Regions from separate parts of the Drosophila melanogaster genome. Here all the other regions are linked to region 3. A link is a contact called in public Hi-C and HiChIP or PLAC-seq data. All regions are on one chromosome and are shown on one strand. Each heading gives the region's core, a stretch centred on a gene start, on an enhancer-like site or on the middle of the called end of the contact. The rest is flanking DNA. Distances are from core to core; before and after follow the strand shown.

Evidence for each region. A called contact is a pair of places that touch in the nucleus more often than the background predicts. HiChIP or PLAC-seq counts read pairs in DNA pulled down with a chosen protein or histone mark.
Region 1: an H3K27ac HiChIP or PLAC-seq map of the Kc167 cell line shows a contact between it and region 3, with 8 times the contacts expected there. The contact joins the promoter of MBD-R2 here to the promoter of Cog1 in region 3. A contact is called at or near these places in 14 of 107 Hi-C or Micro-C datasets (the Clone 8 cell line, the D17-c3 cell line, the Kc167 cell line and 3 more) and 3 of 6 datasets of contacts at active chromatin or transcription factors (all in the Kc167 cell line).
Region 2: a contact with region 3 is called in a Hi-C map of the Kc167 cell line, with 5 times the contacts expected there. The contact joins the promoter of DCAF12 here to the promoter of Cog1 in region 3. A contact is called at or near these places in 23 of 107 Hi-C or Micro-C datasets (the Clone 8 cell line, the D17-c3 cell line, the Kc167 cell line and 7 more) and 2 of 6 datasets of contacts at active chromatin or transcription factors (both in the Kc167 cell line).

Annotation. Positions count from the first base shown.
Region 1 is chr3R:12,354,735-12,358,314 of dm6, forward strand. It overlaps MBD-R2, which reads right to left and starts at 1,531. Exons shown (of 5, transcript NM_169461.3): 1 at 185-1,531; 2 at 1-111. The coding sequence starts at 1,409.
Region 2 is chr3R:12,015,127-12,018,669 of dm6, forward strand. It overlaps DCAF12 (DDB1 and CUL4 associated factor 12), which reads right to left and starts at 1,905. Exons shown (of 4, transcript NM_001275566.1): 1 at 1,426-1,905; 2 at 802-1,356; 3 at 338-742; 4 at 1-273. The coding sequence starts at 1,692. The coding sequence ends at 121. Spt3 reads left to right here and starts at 2,030. Exons shown (of 1, transcript NM_141889.4): 1 at 2,030-3,424. The coding sequence starts at 2,100. The coding sequence ends at 3,254.
Region 3 is chr3R:12,218,074-12,221,642 of dm6, forward strand. Cog1 (Component of oligomeric golgi complex 1) reads right to left here and starts at 1,613. Exons shown (of 5, transcript NM_001275568.1): 1 at 1,398-1,613; 2 at 659-1,341; 3 at 1-590. The coding sequence starts at 1,531. CG4860 reads right to left here and starts at 3,391. Exons shown (of 3, transcript NM_141906.4): 1 at 3,344-3,391; 2 at 3,043-3,282; 3 at 1,808-2,912. The coding sequence starts at 3,377. The coding sequence ends at 1,939. It also overlaps asRNA:CR46012.

The DNA.
Region 1 (3,580 bases), core at 281-2,780, 140 kb after region 3:
GTTTCTGGTGCTCGCCCACAATCAGAAAACCCTCGGTTCCAATAGGCTGGTCATTTACCCAATGACAAGTCCACTCGCCGTCATGCGGTATTTCTGGGAGTCCAAGGGATGCTGTTGGTTACGAAAGTCAAACATGAAAGTTAAGTTTAAGGCAAAACTAACATTCTCCTTTCGGTGCTCTTACCTATATCCAAACTGGCCATGTCCAGCAACGGCCAATCCCTGCGCTGAGGTGCACATTTGCTCTTCTTGCTGCCCGAAGAGCCACTGGATCCGCCAAGGCTGCCTGTGCTCGCCCGCTTCGGAGCCACAGGTGCAGAGCTTACTGGAGTTCCAACAGGAGTGGGTGACTTTGAGGCACCCTCTTCCGCTACCTGAACAGGGGGCAACTGCTTGGGCATCTTGTTCATGTGCACGGCGCGCACGTTCTTAACGTAACCATCGTCGAAGAGAACCTCGTAGGTATCGTTGCCCAGCAACTTGCGTATGGTTCCTGGAAACTTACGCGGCCCCGACCAGCGGGCCATGCACTTCTCGTCCAGCTCAAAGACGGGCAGCACACGGTTGCTGAGGCGCTGCCTCAGCCGCTCCGACTTGATGGCCATCCACTCCTGAAAGCTGCCGCTGGTCGAAGGTGACACCTTTAGCTTGTGATTGCGCTCAAAGCGCACGAGTAGCGTCTGCTCCGTCTCGTTAACTTCCACGATGCGGGCGGGCAACCAGTTGCCTTCCACACTGAGCGCCTCCAAACGGGCGCCAATAGTCAGGTTATGTGGGTTGCTGTACTTGGGCGGTGTGCCGGGCAAAGGTGAGTTCGAACTGGAAGCGGATCCAGGAGCTGGGACTGTGGCTTCGCTGCTTGCGGCTACCGGAGTCCCTGAGGGTTCCTTTGCAGCTGCCTTGTTTGCATCTTCTCCACTTTCGGGAGTATTTTTAACGTCATCCGCCGCCTTGCCTGTTTTACCTTCCTCCGTGGCCTTGCGTTCTGCAGATTCCGACAGGATTTGCGCAACTATTTGGTCTACCGTAGCTTTGATCACATCGTCATTGGTCGATGACTGAGCATTTCCCGGGGTTTCAGTCGTTCCCTCCACGCTGGCGTGCTGAAGTGCCCGTTGGTCTGCTTCGATCTCCGCGGTATCCATCTTGCCCCATGGAAAAACGGTGGGAAAGACGCGCGGCTTGAGCAGATACTTCCCATTGCGGATAGTGTTGAAGTCCAAACGGCGGAAGTGGCGTGAGCAGACCAGCACGCTCTTGGTGATCTGGCGCTCCAGGCTGATGCGAGAGTTTTTGATCCATATGGCGCGGATGATGGGATCTAGGGGGAAGGAGTGGTAAGTCACGCCGTTGTGCTCCAACAGACGCGACGTCGACGGGCAGTTGGCCACGCAGCACCGGCGGCCCATGGCGATGAAGTTCACCCAATTCTCTATTTTGTTTGCCTATGTGCAAACGCACACTTTGCTAAGTGATGAAATAATCCAGGAAACGACGCGAAAATTATCCAGAAAAATACAGCGCAATAAATTAGTGATACCAAATTGGGGTACAGTAAAAACGTGTGCGTCGGCAAACTATCGATAGTTAGATATTGCCACCTTGTTGGAAAAGTTCAAAACTATTTAACGATATTTTTTGAATTTTATAAAAAATAAATTTTAAATGACTTTATTGCATAGATCTTTATTGTGGTGATAAATAAATACTACTTTCGATAAATAAATAAATATTACTTTAGAGCCTGAGTAGGTTGAATTTAATTACTTTTTATTTCTGACTATCTCAATTTTCATGAAACTTTACATCAATCTTCCTGCCATAAATTAACTATTAAAGTTGGTAAATACCCGCTGCACAATTAATATTAATCGGTGCGTTAATGCATTTTAGCGAAGTGAGGGTGCCATAAATTTCCTCAGCTCGGCGGAAAAAGGATCACGTGCCGATACGCCACCGTTCCCAAGGCCACCGAAAGCCTATTTGAAATGCAATTAATGTACGCTTTTGGGCTTACATGTCACCACGTTCGCCAAAAGGCAGACACCTTGCAAAAAGCTAACCAAATACGATATTATCCATTCGACAAATGCTTCTGGAAATATGTATTTCAACACTGGGTTTCAAAGTTTGAGGAGCAGCTATTTACGCATACTGCTAAAATAAACACTCATTGTAGTTTTTAATTACAATATTTCACCCGGTCATTAGCATGCAAGAAACAACTGACAAATTTAAATGTGGCGCCTGCTGCTTGATCGGTTGATTGAGCCGCCAAAAAAATCGATTGAAGTATGGAGCTTTGGCCTTCAAATCGAAATATGTGAGGAAAATGTGATGGCACATTTTGAAAGAATAAAATATTAAGATTCTCTATATTGTGTCAATATCTTATGTATATATGTGGCTTGACCCCTCGAATTCCGTAACTAAACAGTTTAGTTCCATTACAAATATTGTTTTAGAATGATAGCCGGAAACTCACGGTCGAAGAGCTTCCTGTTTTTGGGTACTTCCCTGAAAACGAGGTCTCTGGGTCAATCGGTTGACTTTTAGATCTTGGGCGTGTTTGCGAAATTGACACGGAGCCAATATCAAATGGTGTTGACTTTGATTCAGTGGATTGCCAATATTTGTAATCAAATCACGGCTGGAGCATAAAGCAAACTTTAATTATAAAATGCTTTTATTGTCATATGCAGCTGACATAAATATTAAATAACGTGAGTAATTGACGTTGCTAAGCCGAATAATTTAGCATTTTATAAATTTTGGTCAGTCAAAAACTGACATTGAGGGGGCCACTCGAAGGGAAATCCAAAATGGGTGGTAAACACGGTTAGATTTCCGTTTGCATAACTATTAGTGAACATATTTGCATAAATTATCGACACTCGATGAAATTGGGACGACTGCACCTGACCTCACTCTCTTTTTGTGCAAATAATTCAACAATATGTAACCTGTGCAAAAATATTTTTCAAAAACAGAAAACCGAAAACAGAAATATGTACAAGGAGAGTACAAAACTTTTGGTCCAACTGACGGCGGCACTTTCTCCTTTAATATTTACCCAACTCATCGACAAATTGGCCAGGCCCATTCCCCAGCCTCATCTCATCGGTCCCAGCCGCATAGCCCATAAGTCAGCCCCTTCTCCCTCTCCCTCTCCCGATCCCGATCCCCATTCCGATACCGTCTGGGAACTCATTGCGTAAATATGAGGGCATGCAATGCGGTAATAGGCTGGCTGCGCGTCTCTTGACAGTTGGGCCCAGTTTCCCGGTTCCTTATCACATGATTATTACCCAAAAATATTATCGCTAAATGATGATGATCATTTTGGGCTTGAGAGTGCCCACGGGAATTCATGTAACGCCGAGTAGCTCACACAAATTAAATAAATTATGCTTGCCCGAAAGACATGGCTTAAGCAAATACACGTGTTGACCATGTAAATGGGTTGCCTAATTTATTATAATTTTTATTGCTCTTTGTCGTTCAGCATTGCACGCCGGTCATTTGAAATTTGAAATTTAATATGTGGAATTTTTTCAATGCTAGCAATTGGGATTTTTCC
Region 2 (3,543 bases), core at 655-3,154, 200 kb before region 3:
GGAATACATATGCAGGTGAACGATTTGAATCGAAATGCGCCAAAAGATTAAAGATCACAAGTCGAATAACTACTTAAATACTAATCAGTATTGTGAGCCCGGATCGGATCCTATGCCAATCTATTGCCAAACGCCCGCATAGTTGCCCACCAAAGTCGCCGGCAGTGGTCCTCCTGCAGCGAAGAGGCGCATCCTAGTGCTGTCATAGCAGTGGGTGTAGATGGCGGGCACATACTTCACCTGCTGGAAGCCATCCATCTCATCCTCCGGATACTGAAATGTACAAAACAGTTAGGTGAATTGGTGTATTTTGTGGAACTGTAACCTCTTCACTTACCACAATTCCTTTGCTGCACTTGAGTGCGACTGTGCGCGAGGCATTCACACTGCTCTCCAAATACTTTCCGGCTCGAATGTCGTAGAATAGGAGCATGCCCAGACCCGTGCCAACGGTGAGCAGGTTACCTTCGAACGAAGTCGCCCGTATACCGCAGCCACTGTATCGAGATGTGATCTTCTTAATGGTTTGAAGGGTTCGGGCGTCCAAAAGGATGGTATAGGAACGGCATCCAACGGCATAAAGGCCGTCGCTGTGGTAGGCGATGCTCACGTTGTCCTGGCAGTTTGGCAGCTTTCGTGAGAGTGTCTGCTTGAAGGTCTCCGCATTGAAGATGTGAATGTATCCGTTCAGCGAGAGGGCGGCGATCTCCTTAAACTCCTTGTTGAAGCAAAGAGATCGAATCTGTAAAAGATCTTATTGATAAAATGGTTCTTTGATTTGATTTGCATTCATAAGCTCACCCTCTGGGCAGTGCGAACTTCCTTGACACTAAGGGGGTGGATGGTTGCGAATGTGGGACACGCTTCCTCGCCGCCATCTGGAAACTCCATGTGATCCTCGTTGATGCGCCACAGAGCCATGCGCGAGTCCTTCGATCCGGACACAAGAAACTGGTCATCCAGCCAGCACATGCCCATTATAAGGTCGCGGTGCCCACCCTCGCCCACACAGACGGGATCCAGCGTAGGCAGTCGGTAAACAGCAATATCGGAGGAGTTGCGCGCACCGGTGGCTAGGAAGGATCGGCTGGGCGACAGCTCGATGGCATGCAGGCCACCCTGGACCTCAGGATGGTTTGCCCGGCTATTTGAGAGCGTTGGGATGGCGTCCACCCGGCGCATGTTCACATCGTAGACGAGCAGTTTATTGCACTTGGTCCCGAAAACCACTTGTCGACTGCTCAGCCACTTGGAGCAGAAGACCTTGTTGATGTAGCCCAGACTAATCTGCGTCTCGCGCAGCATGTCGTGGGTTAGCACATAGCGGCTGGTGTACTCCACATTGACACTGCGACGCTGCAGAGGATGGTGGGACAAAGTTCACGTTAGCAATGCAAGTGGTGCGACTTCACAACATATACCCACATCTCGGAGTCCACTCTCCCGGCTGCGCAGGTAGTCGCACAGGTTGTAGGATGTGTTCAGGACCTCCTCCTGCTGTTGGGGCGTCTCCTCGTCGCTGCCGGAATCCTCGTAAGTAACAAAGTCGTCTGGTTTGTCCGGTTTTCGTCTACGCTCCTGTCGCATCGCCCGCTGCTTGGCCCTGCGCTCCTCCAGCCGCGAGGATACGTGGCAGGACGGATAGGTGCCCACGACGCTGTCGCGGATGGTTCTCACCATCCCGTTGAACATCTTAAGGTAATTGTTTAATCCGATTTGTTGTCTTTTGCTTTACGGGTTATCATCCGCAAACAAAAATGGTGGTGCGTAGACTACAGTGGAACTACTGGTTCGGAACTGAAGTTTGCTGAACCGATTGTTTTGCATTTAATGCAGAGATACAAATTAAGGGAAATAAAAATACAAGTGTTGACATTTTTCTATTTGGCACAATACTCGGCCGCTCTGGTTACCTGAATATATATATATATATAATAATATATATATAATATACAGTATTTATATAAAGTCGGATGTCGCACAAATGCGTTACACTATCGTTCATCCCTAACGATAGGCCATCGCTTTCACAAAGGGTTTTATCTATTCTCACGAAATCAGCTGTTGCGATTGAAGTGGTGACTTTGTTTGTAAATAAAATGAACTACAACGCCAAGCGAGTAATGCGACAGAACTCGGTTTGCGTGGGTTCCAACGACATGGCAGCGTCGCCGATAATGATTGGACCTGCCCCGCCCTCGGCGCCCAGCACGCCGCAACTGCAGACCACCGAGGACATCAAGCCACTGCTTGTGCAGCGCCAAGTGATTCTGCTGCAAAGTGGAAGCATACCGACGAATCCCTCGCCACAGCAGATCAACCTAGCTGGACATAATGTAGCCGGTGGTGCCAGCGGGAGCAACGTTGCCAACGTTCTCATTCCGGATGATGCACCTGTCTCACTGCTCACAGAGATTGCGGATATCATGCGAAGCTTCGGCGACAGCGATCAGCCCAGGACGGGAAGTGTCAAGCTGGTGGAGCAGATCCTGCAGCAGCAGCTGCGCGGCATCTTCAATGAGGCTTCGCTGGTGGCCATGCGGCGGAAACAGAATCCCTGCCCGTCGCAGGCGGACTTTGAGTTCCTGATGCGCAACCATCCGGTGAAGATAGCTCGGATGCGAAAGCACCTCAAGGATATGCGCATACTCAAAAGGTTCCTTAGTATCCGCACGGGAAGGCCGCAGGACTTCATGGACGACTTGGAGCAGCAGGAGGAGGACGAGGAGCTGGCCATCGATGTGTACGAGCTACACGACGAGGACCGAATGCGAAGATTATTCCGCGCAGATCGGATATCGCAGATCCTTACGGGCCAGCAATACCTGGAGTTCAATGAGGCGCGCAAGACGTCATTCTACTGCCGCCATGGGGAGAAGATCAAGAACAAGTTCCGCCGCTTTCTGGACCTGCCCGCGGACCTTCGCATCCCAACGCCGACAATGAACATTTTGGCCTATCTGGCGCATGAGACCATTGCCGCCATTGTCGACTATTCGATCCTGACGCGCCTGAACTCGGACAACCGTGCGACCGAGCCCTACAGCCGAGTGACCTCCGCCGGAGGCAGTCCGGCTATGATGCACGTCTGTCCGGAGGTCACACAGGGTCGCGGCATGGAGGTGGTCAAGCCAATCAGTGTACCGGAGATCCACGAGGCCATGCGCCGTTTCCGGCAAATGAGCAGCCGTAAGATTGGGCGGTATCGCAACTCTTGCGACATCGATTTCCGGCGCAGTTTTCTAGCCATTTAAGTTTTAATGATCTTAATATCCTCGCCTATTTTTATTTGCGTCAATTATTGATTTTATTCACAAAAAATAGACTGTACAATTAATTCATTTAAAGTAATTCAATCCCCAACAATTAACGCGCTCTACATTTTAATTATACAAATTATAAAATAAAGCAATTTTGGCTCGTTAAAAAAGTTTTTTCCTGAGAGGTCAAGAACAACTAGGCATATTCATTAATTCAATTTGCCTGTGGCACATATCCTGGCCTTTGAGGCTGCGACTAAAAGACAGAAAAACGCACTCCAAT
Region 3 (3,569 bases), core at 363-2,862:
GTCATAGCCCTTCGTCCGATTTGCCAGTCGCTTTGGTTGATCGCTGAGTGCTGCCGCCAAGCTTAAAGGCAAATCATCGCTCTGCTCCCGCCAAATTTGTAGAGGCGGTTGCGACTGACCGGCTTCAATAAGCAATAGTACCTGTTCGTAGGTCAGCTTCATGGCGGAAGCCCAGCTGCTGCGAATTATCTCTCGTACTCTGGCGTTGATCAACGGCACGTACTTTCTGGCGTAGAAGTCTAACTGGCTACGCTTAAGATGCAATTGCTGTTCTAGGCGAACGAAATCCGGTCGACCATTAGTTCTGGCCGCGGACTTAATGTCCTGGATGGTCTGCATGTTGGTGACTAGTGCAAAGACTTGCTGCAAGTGAGCCGCTGCCAAGGCGTTCATTTTATCTAGCCATTGTTGAAGTGAAGAACCCAACTGCTCAGGTGTTAGCTGAGGTACATCAAATTGTGGCTTAAAACCAGCGATGATTTCGGGTAAAAGATGAACCAGCTGGCGCTCGCTACTCTCCATTCGGTTGATGCTGGGTGGACACGTAGAAGAGGCACACTCCTCCAAGCGGCTAAAAAGAAGGCTATAACCTGTACGAGAGAAAAGACCGATTGTTCCAATAATAATGTTGTGTGCCTATCTGCGAATGGAAACATACCCAAAAGACACTTGTCCAGAAGCTCCACGGTGCTGTTGAGCACGTTTAAGCTAGCCAAAATGCGATCCTTGACGCGACGTGGCTCCGATGGACCGCTTTGCAGGCAGTTCAGAAAGGCTGAGGAGCGCAGGTTCAAGAAGGATTTCAGCACAGTACTCAAATCGCTTTTGTCTAGCAAGAGAAGGCTCTGCAGGCAGTCCACAGTCATTTCTTGTAGGAGTTCCTCCCTCTCCAGTGCGGTCAGTATGGCTTGTTTGATGGTCACGTGAAAGGGACGCAGGATTTCCCATTGCTTGCGCGCTACCGGTAGTTTCTGCATCAGGGCACTCTGGCCGTCCAGTTGCAAGCCCGTGCTGATGTGGCGACTGAAGATGAACAACTCAGTAGCGGCATAGAAGCGATCGTTGTCCAAGTGCGTCCAGATTAGTTCCGGCAGGGCAGTAAGCAACTTAATCTGAGCCATGGTGCCGTAGTAGGTCTGCAGCTTTTTTCCGGCGTTCCTCTCCTTCAGTGCGGCATCTTTAGCACTTGCATTGGCAGTTGACTGGAAGCCCAGGAGCTGCTGCTCGTTTAGACTGCGGCAATTGGCCTGCACGTGTCGCACTTGCTCCATAAGTGTCCCGGCCGACGTTTGCATCGCAGCAATGGTGTCAGCCGCCTGCAAAAGATCTCGGTACCGCTCCCTTAAAGATTTAGAATGTTTAAGCAGCAAATCTTCTGAAGGTGCCACATCACTCACCCGACATGAGTGCGCAACTCCTCGCGCTTGTTCTCCACCACCGACTGGATCTTTTTGTGCACCTCGTCTATCTCGGACACGCTGTGCTGCTCAAACAGCGTGTCCACGTTCAGGTTTAACAAATTGGCCGTCATTTAGCCGTCAAATTAGTTTTATTTAAATTAAGAAAACAATAACAAGGGAGCAGCTGTAATAAAATCGAATTATGTATCGATGACTGGCAACATCGATATTTTCTCTCATGACTGTCTATGACTGTTAAATTTATGTTAGTTTACATTTCTCTGTTGGTAAAAATGTTAGATATGCTGTCATGTGCAAGCCGTTACATTTCAATATAACATAAAGAGTTATAGTTAGGGGAATTACCTCATTTAATCGAAAAAAGATATTTTTCTAAATCCAGGTTTCATTTGTTTAAATATACTTTATTAAATGCATTTGTCTGGCATAGATAAACTAATTTACATACACAACAAGTGTAAAAGCAAGAATTCTGATTGGTTTGGCAGCAGTAATAAAGAAAAACCAACAATGGCTTTCACTCCTTTCCCAATTCCCGCAGCACTGCGTTGGCGATCACAATTCTTTGGATCTCCGAGGTTCCCTCGTAAATCTCTGTGACGCGGGCGTTGCGGTAGTAAAGCTCCGCAGGCAGATCGGTGGTGTACCCCATCCCACCCAGGATCTGGATGCACTGGTGGGCACAAAAGGTGGCGGACTCGGAGGCATGCAGCTTGGCCATGGCCGCCTCCTTTGTGATTGGCAGCCCATTATCCTTCAGCCAAGCGGCACGCCACGTTAGCAGCCTTGAGATCTCCACCCGCGTGGCCATGTCGGCCAGCTTCTGCTGGATGAGCTGCAACCGTGCCAGATGCTTTCCGAAGGCCACCCTCTTCTGCGAATAATCCACGGCTAGTTCCAGGGCAGCTTGTGCGATACCGGTGGCCTGGGCGGCTATACCGATCCTGCCACAGTCCAAGGACTGCATGGCGATCTTGAAGCCATCACCGGCAGCTCCAAGGACCCGGGATCGCGGCACGTGAACGTCCTCCAGCACCAGCTGGCAAGTCGAAGTCGCGCGCATGCCCATTTTGCTTTCCTTCTTGGCTATGGAGAGTCCTGGAACATCCTTGGGCGTAAGAAAGGCAGTGATTCCCTTGTGTTTCATGCTCTTGTCCACCGTGGCAAAGACGATACCCCCGCTGGCCTCCTTGGAGTTTGATATCCACGCTTTAGTGCCGTTTATTTGGTAGCTGTCCCCTTGCAGCTTGGCCGTGGTGCTGGCAGCTCCTGCATCCGATCCGTTTCCAGGTTCCGATAGTGCATAGAAGGCGATGTGCTCACCCTGGGTGTACGGCACCAGGAAATCCTGCTTCTGCTGCTCGGTTCCATGCTGCTGCACTGCACCCAGGTACAGGTTATTCACGCCCATCACAATGGACACGGCGGCGTCACCACGAGCCACCTCCTCCATGCCAATCGCGTAGGCCTGGTAATCCAATCCGGAACCACCTGAAAAATCAATATTTAATGAATGGAATCTAGTAGTATGATCTATTTATATACCATTTCAAAAATGAAAACATCACATATTTTATGTTATGTAAATATTGTAAATATTATAATTGAAATAGGAACTCACCATACTCCTCTCGAACCGTCACTGACATGAGACCGAGTTCTCCCAACCGTCGGACCTGTTCCGCCGGATAAAGCTCCTCCCGGTCGTGGTGTCGCGCTTTGGGGGCCAGTTCCGCATTGGCGAACTCCCGGCAAGTCTTCTGGAGAATCTGGTGGGTCTCGGAGAGGGCGGCCAGGCATGCGATTCCCCGGTTTCCACCAGCGATTATCCTCGCACTCCATGCGCCGCTCGAGCGTTGACCTGCAAAGACGGAGGCGGCAAATCGATCATCCAGTCAGCCGGGAATCACCCAGTTCCTCACCCAACGTCCGCGCCACTCTGATCAGCTGCTGCATTCCGTCGCCAACTGATCCCAAGCCCGTGGTGCCGGTTGCGATCGAGGTAGTGAAAGCTTTTTCGCACTCGTCGACGAGCCGATCGAAATACAACCGAGGAAAACAGCTTTTATACGCAGCTTTTTGAGGCGAAGTTCATGGGAGGAGATTGAAAGGGGGTCCCGTTTATTAAAAACTACTAATCGATTTTGT